Regions from separate parts of the Hordeum vulgare genome. Here region 2 is linked to region 1. A link is a contact called in public Hi-C data. All regions are on one chromosome and are shown on one strand. Each heading gives the region's core, a stretch centred on a gene start, on an enhancer-like site or on the middle of the called end of the contact. The rest is flanking DNA. Distances are from core to core; before and after follow the strand shown. Region 1 has its middle 81 kb from the start of LOC123447932. Region 2 has its middle 8.2 kb from the start of TRNAS-GCU.

What was found. A called contact is a pair of places that touch in the nucleus more often than the background predicts.
Region 2: a Hi-C map of seedling shows a contact between it and region 1, with 4 times the contacts expected there. The contact joins two enhancer-like sites. A contact is called at or near these places in 2 of 6 Hi-C or Micro-C datasets (leaf and seedling).

The regions. Positions count from the first base shown.
Region 1 is chr4H:76,001,357-76,006,243 of MorexV3_pseudomolecules_assembly, forward strand. No RefSeq gene overlaps it. Among protein-coding and RNA genes, the nearest start is that of LOC123447932, 81 kb to the right of the region's middle. Within about 2 kb of position 2,690, at least 3 of the 3 cell types and tissues checked have open chromatin away from gene starts, as enhancers often do. A contact at or near this core is called in leaf and seedling, where this site is marked.
Region 2 is chr4H:76,460,027-76,464,913 of MorexV3_pseudomolecules_assembly, forward strand. No RefSeq gene overlaps it. Among protein-coding and RNA genes, the nearest start is that of TRNAS-GCU, 8.2 kb to the right of the region's middle. Within about 2 kb of position 2,140, at least 3 of the 3 cell types and tissues checked have open chromatin away from gene starts, as enhancers often do. A contact at or near this core is called in leaf and seedling, where this site is marked.

The sequences.
Region 1 (4,887 bases), core at 1,440-3,939:
TAGTTATATTACCTCTGTTCTAGATCTTTTCTTGGCAGTCTTCACTAGATGGACATTTTTCTTCTTGCCTTTCTCTGGATTCTTGCTACAACCAGACTTGTTGTGCCCTGTTGTGCCACACATTGAACAAACTATAATTATGCCATGCTTGCTCATTTTCTTGCCCACTGATTTCTCATGGTCTTCCCTCTTCCTTGCATTCTTCTTGGGCCTCCCTAGCATCCTAACATAACCAGGTGCTTGTGGCCTAGGATTAGCAGAAATAGCCCACGTCTCCTCACCCTCCACGGGTTGCAAGGAGTGGTCATAAATTATGTTGAATGTTTCAATGATGTAGCAAGGACTTTGATTTTTTGAATACAGTGCTTCTTTTTGTCACCAGCACATATCTCCTTAGTGCTTTCACAAGTTGGTTCTTGCTTCTAAAGACCATTGACAACACAAACTTTGGAATTTTTGTGCCATTCTTCTATCTTGGAAACCTGCTCTTCCTCCTCACAGACTTTCCATCTGAATCTTCACTATAACAGTAGTCCTCATCTGATGAATCATAGTTCGAGTCCTTCTCATCTCCATCCAGCTGTTCCTCCATGTTTGCAATCAAATTAACTGGGACTGCTTCAGTGAGATCTCTTCCAATCTAGCTTTTAGTATCTTTCAATTTTTTTAAAAAAAATCCTGGCATGCCTTCTTAGCTCTACCACTTCCGAACCTTCACCACTGTCCTCGCTATGAGGCATGTATTCAGGGTCACTGTATTCACTTTCAACAACTGGAGCTGCCATCAAAGGTTGTTGTGAAGAAACATAAATTGGGCTTACATCAACAGTTTGTGGCATTGCATCAGAAACAAAAGCTTGACTTGGATTGCAAAGTTGGGAAAACACAGGTTCATCAATATCAGTAGCCACTTGATGTCTCCTTGCTCTTGAATACTTCACAACACTAGAAATTATTTCAGTAATAACACCTGTGTCATCAGGAACTAGAACAACATCTTCAGACCCAGCTTCAGCAGTCATGAGAGCAGGTTGATCATCACTTATATGCATAATTTCATCCTCAAAATCACTGCAGCTACTACTATCCTCACTGTCCTCCTCCCCATGGTACTCAACATAAACATCAGCCACTCTTCCAACACATACATACTCACCCATCTCAACACATTTCATGTCATTATTCAGAAATACAAATCCATCTGCCAAAGCTTTCGCAGGAATGAGAAAATATATCTTCATTGATTCTTTCAGCTGCACATGATCCTTCAAGTAACCTTTTACATCCTACAATGATAGCTTGTCCCTCTCGATTTCAGAATACTCCTCATCACCCCCAACATAATCTAGTTTCAGACCAATGCGGATGAACTCGCCTCCCACGTGAAATCTAACATTTAGAATCTCTATCTGGTCCATGGTTTAACTAAAAATAAACACAACCATATCACTCTTCTGCGATACTAATACCATATAAACAGAAGAATCGACTCCAAATCTAACAAAAACCCTTCTTTTCCGTCATAGAAAATTACAACTTTTCCCCTTATAAACCCTAACCCTAATGCTACGGACAGAGGCCTCAAGACGGTGGCCAGAAGAGGAGGATTTCAAGGACATACCTTTTCTCGTTACTCGTCGCAGATCGTCGTTTCGATCGTCGCCGCCGCGGTCGATCACCCGCCTGTCGCCATTCACGCCGGGAAAGCAGAGAAAAAGCAGGGGAGGCCTCCTCAACTTCTACCGTCATGGGCTCCTTCGACTGGAAGGGGTGCATAAGCCCGAGTACATGGTCTCTCTCACTGGGCCGGTCCAGCTGGCCCAAACATACCAACCAATTCCCTCACCCCCCCCTGCCCGCCTAACATGAAAAAAAGCAATCCTAGCTCCCTATTTGGGAAGGCCTCCAGAGTTTAATTTAGACCGGAATTCGAGAGTTGGGAGTGCTGATTTCAGGGACTTGGACTTGGGGGTCCAATTTCGCTAGCCTCTACGAGTTCAAGGTTCATTTTAAACTTTTTCCTATATGTAGGTATAAAGGGGAAACTGGACCAAATCAAGGTGGGGCGGCTGCCACACCTTGCCCACCGGAATCCTCCGCCATTGTGCGTTGTGTGTGTGTGCTACAGTGCGTTACTGCATGTATATGTACTGTTGCATATGTGTTACTATCGTTGTATGTGCTACTGCCCCGCATTGATATTATGTGTGCTACTGTCTCACACACACATATCATATGAGGGGCAAAATAGTCTTTTTAGATAACATTTAGGCATAAAATGATCAAAATATAATAAAAGACATGAGATTTAAACTCATTATAATATAGGAAAGAGAAAACTACTCATTGTTAAATAAGGAAAGAAAATTTAAGATAGTGTTAAATAAAAAACTGTTTCTTTTATCTAAGTATCTTTGTTTTGTATTTGAAGAAGCCTTAAACAAACTAGTGGTCTACATGCTGTACAAAGAGCGACAAGGGATATGTACACGCACGGTGGAGTTCCGTGGCCCACCAGCGCGGGCGCTTCGCCACCGGACGCGTGGGGCAACGATACGCAACGATGTGTGGCTCACCCGCACCTCGCGCCGGCGTCTCGCCGCACTGGGAAAGTCCAGCGCCGCGTGCAGAATTGCGGACTACCCGGACTCGCTCGACGGGAGACAGTTGGCCTCCGGTCCGGGGATGAGTGCATGGCGCACGGTGACGTGGCGTGGGCCACGTCATGTTCAAGCTGCCTTTTTGGCCACGGTGACTCCACGAGGCCCGTCTGCGATGAGCCAAAGGCGCGTTCCGGTCCACGTCGCCGGCCACGCGTGTGCGGCTCGCCCCGGCGGTCTCGCCCGGCCCCCCTACAGCGGTTGCTCGTGGGATATTCGCGGCTCGTCGCGATGATGCTCTGGTCAGGTCGACGTCGCTGACCGTACAGTTGGGTTGTGCGGGTGCGTCGTTGGCCACATGCATGGTCTTCAGTTCGTCACATGGGTCAATCTAGTTGCAGTGCTGCACCATCGCATCGCGGCAGTTTACGTGTCGCACACGCGAACATGCGCGATCTACACATGAATGGCCGTACGTGCATGCAACCTCGCATTATCGCACTCTGTTTTTAAATATTTGTGTTTTTATAGATTCAACTATGAATTACATATAAAATAAAAGGAATTAATCTGTATTTTAAATTATGTTTGTATACATCAGTATATAGTTTATAATAAAATTTTCAGAAAAATAAATATTTAGAAACAAATGAAGTATAAGTCTTCTAGAGATTCCACTATTGAATTACATACAAATGTATATAGACATATTTTTAAATATGAATTCATTTATTTTGCTTTGTATGTATTTTTATTAAAATGTCTAAAAAGATATATATTTAAAAATGAAAGGAATATATTGGTTCTGTACCGCTGCCTGCCTTATACCTACCGAAACATGCATTGGCTCTGTATATACCACCTCAGCTCAGGCAGGGACCACGCATGCCCGTACATCTCAACATCCACATTAGAGTAAGTACAATAGAGTTGAGTCAGCTGGCTATAACAAATAAACTAATATGTTTTTGTTTCGTTAGAGGAAAGAGAAGAGGAGAGAAGGTAAGCGCTAGCACGTGCTCCTAGGCATTTTGTGAGTATGAAAGGTGGACCACATAATAAAAAAGTAGTACACTTTTACAATGAACTATTGTGCATGTTGGCTATAAGATGGGTTATAGATAACATGACAATAGCTTATAGCGAGCAGCTGGCTATACTATTATACTTGCTCTTAATCATACGAGAGCAACCCCAACCGATTCACACGCGTTCTATCTGTTTTTATCCGTTTAGATCGTGTGCCCGTTCTTTTATGTTAGTTTTGAAGTTTGGGTCGATCAATGCGTTCAATGAAAAAGCATAAATATTATGTACATGTTCATGTTAGCATTTTGTCAAACCCCTCGGGAGTGAGCAGCTCGCTCCATCCCCGTAAGATCGCCTCTGCTTCGCCGCCCCGCCTCGCCGCCCCGCGCCCACACGGCCGCACGGGCATTGCCCATGCCCCGCCAGCTGGCCTCTGTGTCATCACCCTGTTTGTGCCCCGCCAGCTCGTTCTTGCCCATGCTCCCGCACAGCTCGCCCTATCCCCACGAGCTCGCCTTTGCGCATCTTGCCTCATCGCCTCGCAGCTCGTCTCACCACCTCACCGGCTCATGCCGATGCCTCGTCGGGTCGCGCCCGCCCGTGCCCCGCCAACTCCCGCCTGTCCATGCCCCACCAGGTCGCTCGGGTCGTGGAGGGAGGAGGAGCGGGTGATGAAGGCGCTGACAGCTGATGATGGTGCGAGGGCGACTGTGGAGGGAGTGAAGAAGAAGGGTGTCAGGCACGCTCCGCGCGTAAGGCCGGGGGTGAGCTCCGCGTCCTCGACGTCGCCCCAAGGACGCCATGCCCATGCTCTCGTCCTCTCACACCCACCACACGGGCCGCGTCGCGCGGGGGCTACGAGGTCGTCATCCTCGTCTCTGGCAGCCTCCAGTGGCACGACAATGATGGGCTCGGGTGGGTGGATGACATGTGGGGTAGGCGGGACATGCAACAGACGCACATGGACAAGGAGAACGCAGAAAACGTTCGTTCTGTGTCCTACAACCCAAACGTGGACCAAATTTGGTTGTAAAATGGGTCGATCTGGACAAGAGGCGGACTTGATTTGAAAATGGATCTTTATGTTGGATCATTATTTTTGTTTTTAATAACCAAAAAATATGATCAAACAACATAAATCATCTGATTGAAGTTGCTTGAAAGCTGCTACATACGACACAAGGCGTACGACTTCGGAATCATATGCAACACTTTTATATTAGAAGAAGGAGACAATAGATCAGTGTAGCGTGTAGGG
Region 2 (4,887 bases), core at 890-3,389, 460 kb after region 1:
ATAGAGCTTATATATATACACGTATATATATCCATCCCTATAAACAGATACGCGCATGCCCATCCTTACGAACACCTTCGAAAAAACATATCATCTAGAAATTTATGAAGTCACCGTAGACGTCTCGTCGTCGATGAAAACGTCTCCTTTCAATGAATGTGCGTCATTGAAAGTCATGAAATAAATTCAAAAATTAATGTGAACATCAGGACTTAAACCACGATAAATTCAAGACAATACAGTCCCTTTAATCATCCATCATCGGACTAATAATACAACCAATAATCGGCTATACAAAGTTGACACATCACCTACCTTTAATCTATGCCCATTTATACAATAGTGAGATGTACTTGTATGTTATGCCATTAAGAGCATTTACAGTCGTGTATGATAAATATGACACGTCAAATGCCAACGGCGTGTCTGAGTGGGCACGTCTCAAATTAGCACATGTGTTCGGTTACTTCATATATATTTCTAAATCCATACAAAAGCGTGCAAACGAAAAAAAACTACGTACTACATAGATCACCTAGCTATCCTCGTTAGAGATGTCGACTATCTTCGTGCCCGATTCTGGATGCATGGGTGGCAGCTGCAGCTCCGGCTGCTCCGCTCCGGTCTCCTCCTACTCTATGCCCGCCTCAAGGTCGACGAAGAGCGCGTCGGACTCCGCCTGCTTTTGTCTGAGGAACCATTTGGTTGGTCTCCACATAGGCCTCATCCTGGATGGACTTGAGGATGTTGTGCCGCTCCGTCATTTCCTCGGCTTGGGCGATGGCGAACTCCGCCTCCACCTGTGCCATGTTAAACCCCAGAGCAGAATGTTACGCCTTGTCTTCCTCCGGATTTGCCACCTCCGCCGGCTTCGGTAGCTGCTCTCCCTCCTCTTCCTCCTCCGACTGCTGCTCCTCCTCCTCCTCCTCCGTCTCCGACGAGTCCGGAGGCAGCCCGACAACGATGCGGACGGCGAGCCTAGCCTGGATATTCTCCTTGATCTGCCTCCGATGCTCCGGCATAAGTGCCGCGTAGGTGTCGATCTTCCATTGAACCATGGCAATGTCGGAGAGCGTGAGAGAGCGCGGGAGAGGAGGCGGACGGGCTTGGGTGGTGGCGCGAAGAGGGATGAGGTGAATGGGCCACCGCTCGGGGACGTCAGGCGGCTTAAATAGCCGAATTTGGCATCGGGCAACGAGCCGGAGCGGCACCACGCGGCGTTCACAACGCGACAACGGAGGAGGCGTCCGTCACACCATCGAACTTCCGGGCGATTCCTCGTGAGACCCCTTCGTCTGTCCTACGTGGCGGCGCGCTCGGACATTCGTCCCATATTTGGGTTGGATATGAAAGATATCAGCTAGCTCGGATGTTTGAGACTCGTCTAAGTCGGATTTTCGTGACCGCTCAATGATCAAACGGGCCATCCGGACGTTTGGGACAGGTTTGGGAATGTAGATGTTGTAAGCTCATCATATCAGCCTTGTATGCCCGGAATCAAATGCTTTGGTGGTTAGCATCTACAACCGAAGCCCCCATACCCATCTCAAATGTCCGAACAGGCTGTTTGGTGAGTGATCGGTTACAAAAACGCGATCGAACCGGATCACTCATACCCGTCTCAAACACTCGGACTGACCGGCACCCATCGTATCCATCTTAAATATAAGAACGATACGATGGCTCGCGGATGCGCCCGGACACACTTTGTCAGTTTGCCACGTAGGACGCAACACTATCGTGGACCACCTTTTTTTTCTCTCTCTCTCTCTTATTCTTCATCAATCACATCCTAGTGACCGGACATATGAAAAAGAAATAAAAATTCATGACTGCATGGATTAAAAAAATAAAAACTCAGAACGGACACGTGAACGTGTTATGTTTGCTAAGTCCAGGTAAAGACCTGTGATATGCGGGGAACCGTTCGAGTTCTTTAACCAAGCTGGCATAAAGATCACAAGACCACATAGTATAATCACAGGCAATCAGGCATAGGGATATAAATTAAACGGCATGCCGACTGGACTCTGAATCAGAGTGCACTAGCAACGGTGGAATCCGTTGACGCGCTGGGGGATCTTGCTCACCAAAGTACCACTTTCTTTAGTGCGTCCTCACGATCGACGGCGACGAGGCGCTGCGTGCTGCGGGCGGGGCCCGCCACCACCTCCGCCTCTAGCGCCGTGAGCAGGGTTGGTGGTTGCAGGCTTGGAGCCATGTGAATGTGTACTTTGCGATTAGGCTGCTAGGATATGCCTTTTGGTACTTTGAGATGGGAATCATGAGCCCTTGTTGAGTCCAGTCATGCAGAAGTTCAAAATTGTTCTTGAATTTTTAAAAATGTGTTCATGACCATGTGCCGTACACTAATTAACCGAGTATCATGAGTTCGTGACCATATGACGTACACTTGTTAAACACAGATGGATCTCTGAAGATAGCTCGTTTCGTTATTTAGCATTCGATCACCACAGAGCCCCAGACTCTATTTGTTGACGCGACATCTCTCTTTCGATGAGGGGCATGTTGGGAATTAATACTTCCTCATACAAACTTTTTTACTCGGTTCTTGTAATCTTCTACACTCATAGTGCACGAGGAACAACGTGAGATGACTTGGGTAGGCATAGTTGCTCCGTAGAACCTGTGTAAAGAAGGTCAGGTTGAGGTAAAATAATAAAAAACTAACATCTGCATTTAGTTTTATTGCGTGCATACGTTTGGGGCTGCATGAGGTGTCACTATGGGCATGGTGTTTGGTTGTCCGCTTGTGCACGGTCAAACACACAGCCTGCTGTTTGATGGCATGCACCGTGTGTTGTCTGGTAACCTCTTCGACACGATGATGAGGTTACCAACACACATCGGCCTCGGAAAGAACACACATAATAGAACATAGAGTAGATATAAATATTATGCCACGCATAACAGATCAGTTCAAAATAGCAGCCGATACTAAAGTAAAGCAGCTGGAGCATGTCGGGATTGTCTTAGGGGTTCACGGCGAAGGCGTCGTCTTGCTTCCCGCATCTGGTCACCACTTCAATGCCGTTGTCATTGAAAATGATAACCTTCAGCTTTTGGGAGTGAGCAGCTTAAAGTTCACCATGAAGCCTATCTTGATCTGATGGGCAATAGCGAAGGTGGCCCAGCCCTGATCGAGGGTGACCGTGTCATTCAACAGACGCACAGTCACCCTCCAGGAGCACTCGGTGTTGGTCTTTAGTTTGAACTCATGTGGCACTGACGGGAAATGCTTCGTGAAATCCGGTGTCATAGGTATGACCTCCAGGAGGGGAGCCATGGGCACCTTGCAGAAGTTGGTTGGCCCTCCAACACCATGGTAGTGGTTGTAGTTCTGACGCTTGCCATTATGGGGCTCCTCCGGCTGGTCGTCGTCCCTACCAGGGGTCTCGACGGGCGTCACCTCCGATGGTGGCACCACATCCTTGCCCTTGTCTTGCTCCTTGGGTGGCACCACCTCCTTCCCCATACTCTCTGTGTCGATCTGCATAATGAAGAGGTTCAAATGGTTAGGATCTGCAATATGAATATTACAACATCGTCATTAAAACCTATCATCAAGAATCCTTTATTTAGCCAGCATGATGGTCACCACTCCACCTATCTGTCTCTCACTTTTCCCCCAACCCATCGACATGAACTCCGGCAACAAGTCGAACCCCGACCCCAACTGCACCCCCAACCCCTTCCCTTGGGGCATTGGATGAAGAGCATTCTTCCAAGGGTGCTCGCTCGGTGACCGCACCAAGTTTTATAACACCATGAAAGTGTGCTCAAACTTCAGCAGCATGAAAGAGCTGCACAAAGAGGCAGGCGTTGTGGTGAAGAAGGCCACACTTGATAAGCTGAAAACACTAATTCCTAACCCAACTAAGGGTGCTATGTTAGTGGATATACTTCGTTGGGCCATGAATTAGGCTAACTCCAGCGACGCTGGACTCACGGTAAGGTGGTCCAAGTACAGACACTATCGGTGTCCTCGTGACCATCGGTCGACAGTGTATTTGACCACAAACATTGTGGTGGTGCCGCTCGAGGTGGATCAAGAACCGATGCATATGGAGGTGGAAGAAGATGCGGTGGGCATGATAGTAAGGGCGCTGGTGCTAGGACACTGAAGCCTCATCATCGAGCTATACTCCGGTGAGGAAGAAGAGACAGATAAGAACAATACCAAGACGAAGGCCAAGGCCACCCGCCGCTCCAATCGCCTTCGGGGTCCCCAAGGATAAGATCCGTGCATACTGTGTAATATGAACCATAATCCCCATCCCACTTGTACTCAATCTGAATCCGGAACCTCTTCCCCAATCCCTTAGTCATGTCGATACCCTGTTTCCCTAAACCCCTAACTCGAATCAAATGCAAAGTAGTAGGTGTGAATGGGAAAATTTTCTTACCACCATGGCCGACGTGTTGTGTTGCGGATTCCGGTGAAGGTGGCCGGAGGTCGACTTGTTGTTCTTCGATTTGCTGTACGCTGTCGCTGCCACTGTAGGTGAGTGGAGAGAGGGGGGAACATAAAGGAGAGAGAGAGAGGTGAGGGAAGGTCAGGGTGATAACTGTCGGCGCTTCGGGAAGAAACGCGGCTTCTCGAGGGTGGATCCTCGTGTGCAGCTCCTGTCGCCCACGTGCCTCGATAAGGTGTGGCTCGCGAGAAACTGTTGATCTGAACGTGCCTCGCGAGACAGGCCGAGAGTTGCTTTAAACTTCGTGCGATGCAGCCCAATAATGAACGCATGCAGCCAATCAACCAGTTTTCTTCCTGTGCGGGCCTTGTTAACCCATATGCGGACAACCAAACGCGCCCTTGGGCTCTCTATTGTTATCCCACAACATGTTACAAGAACTGTATTCAAA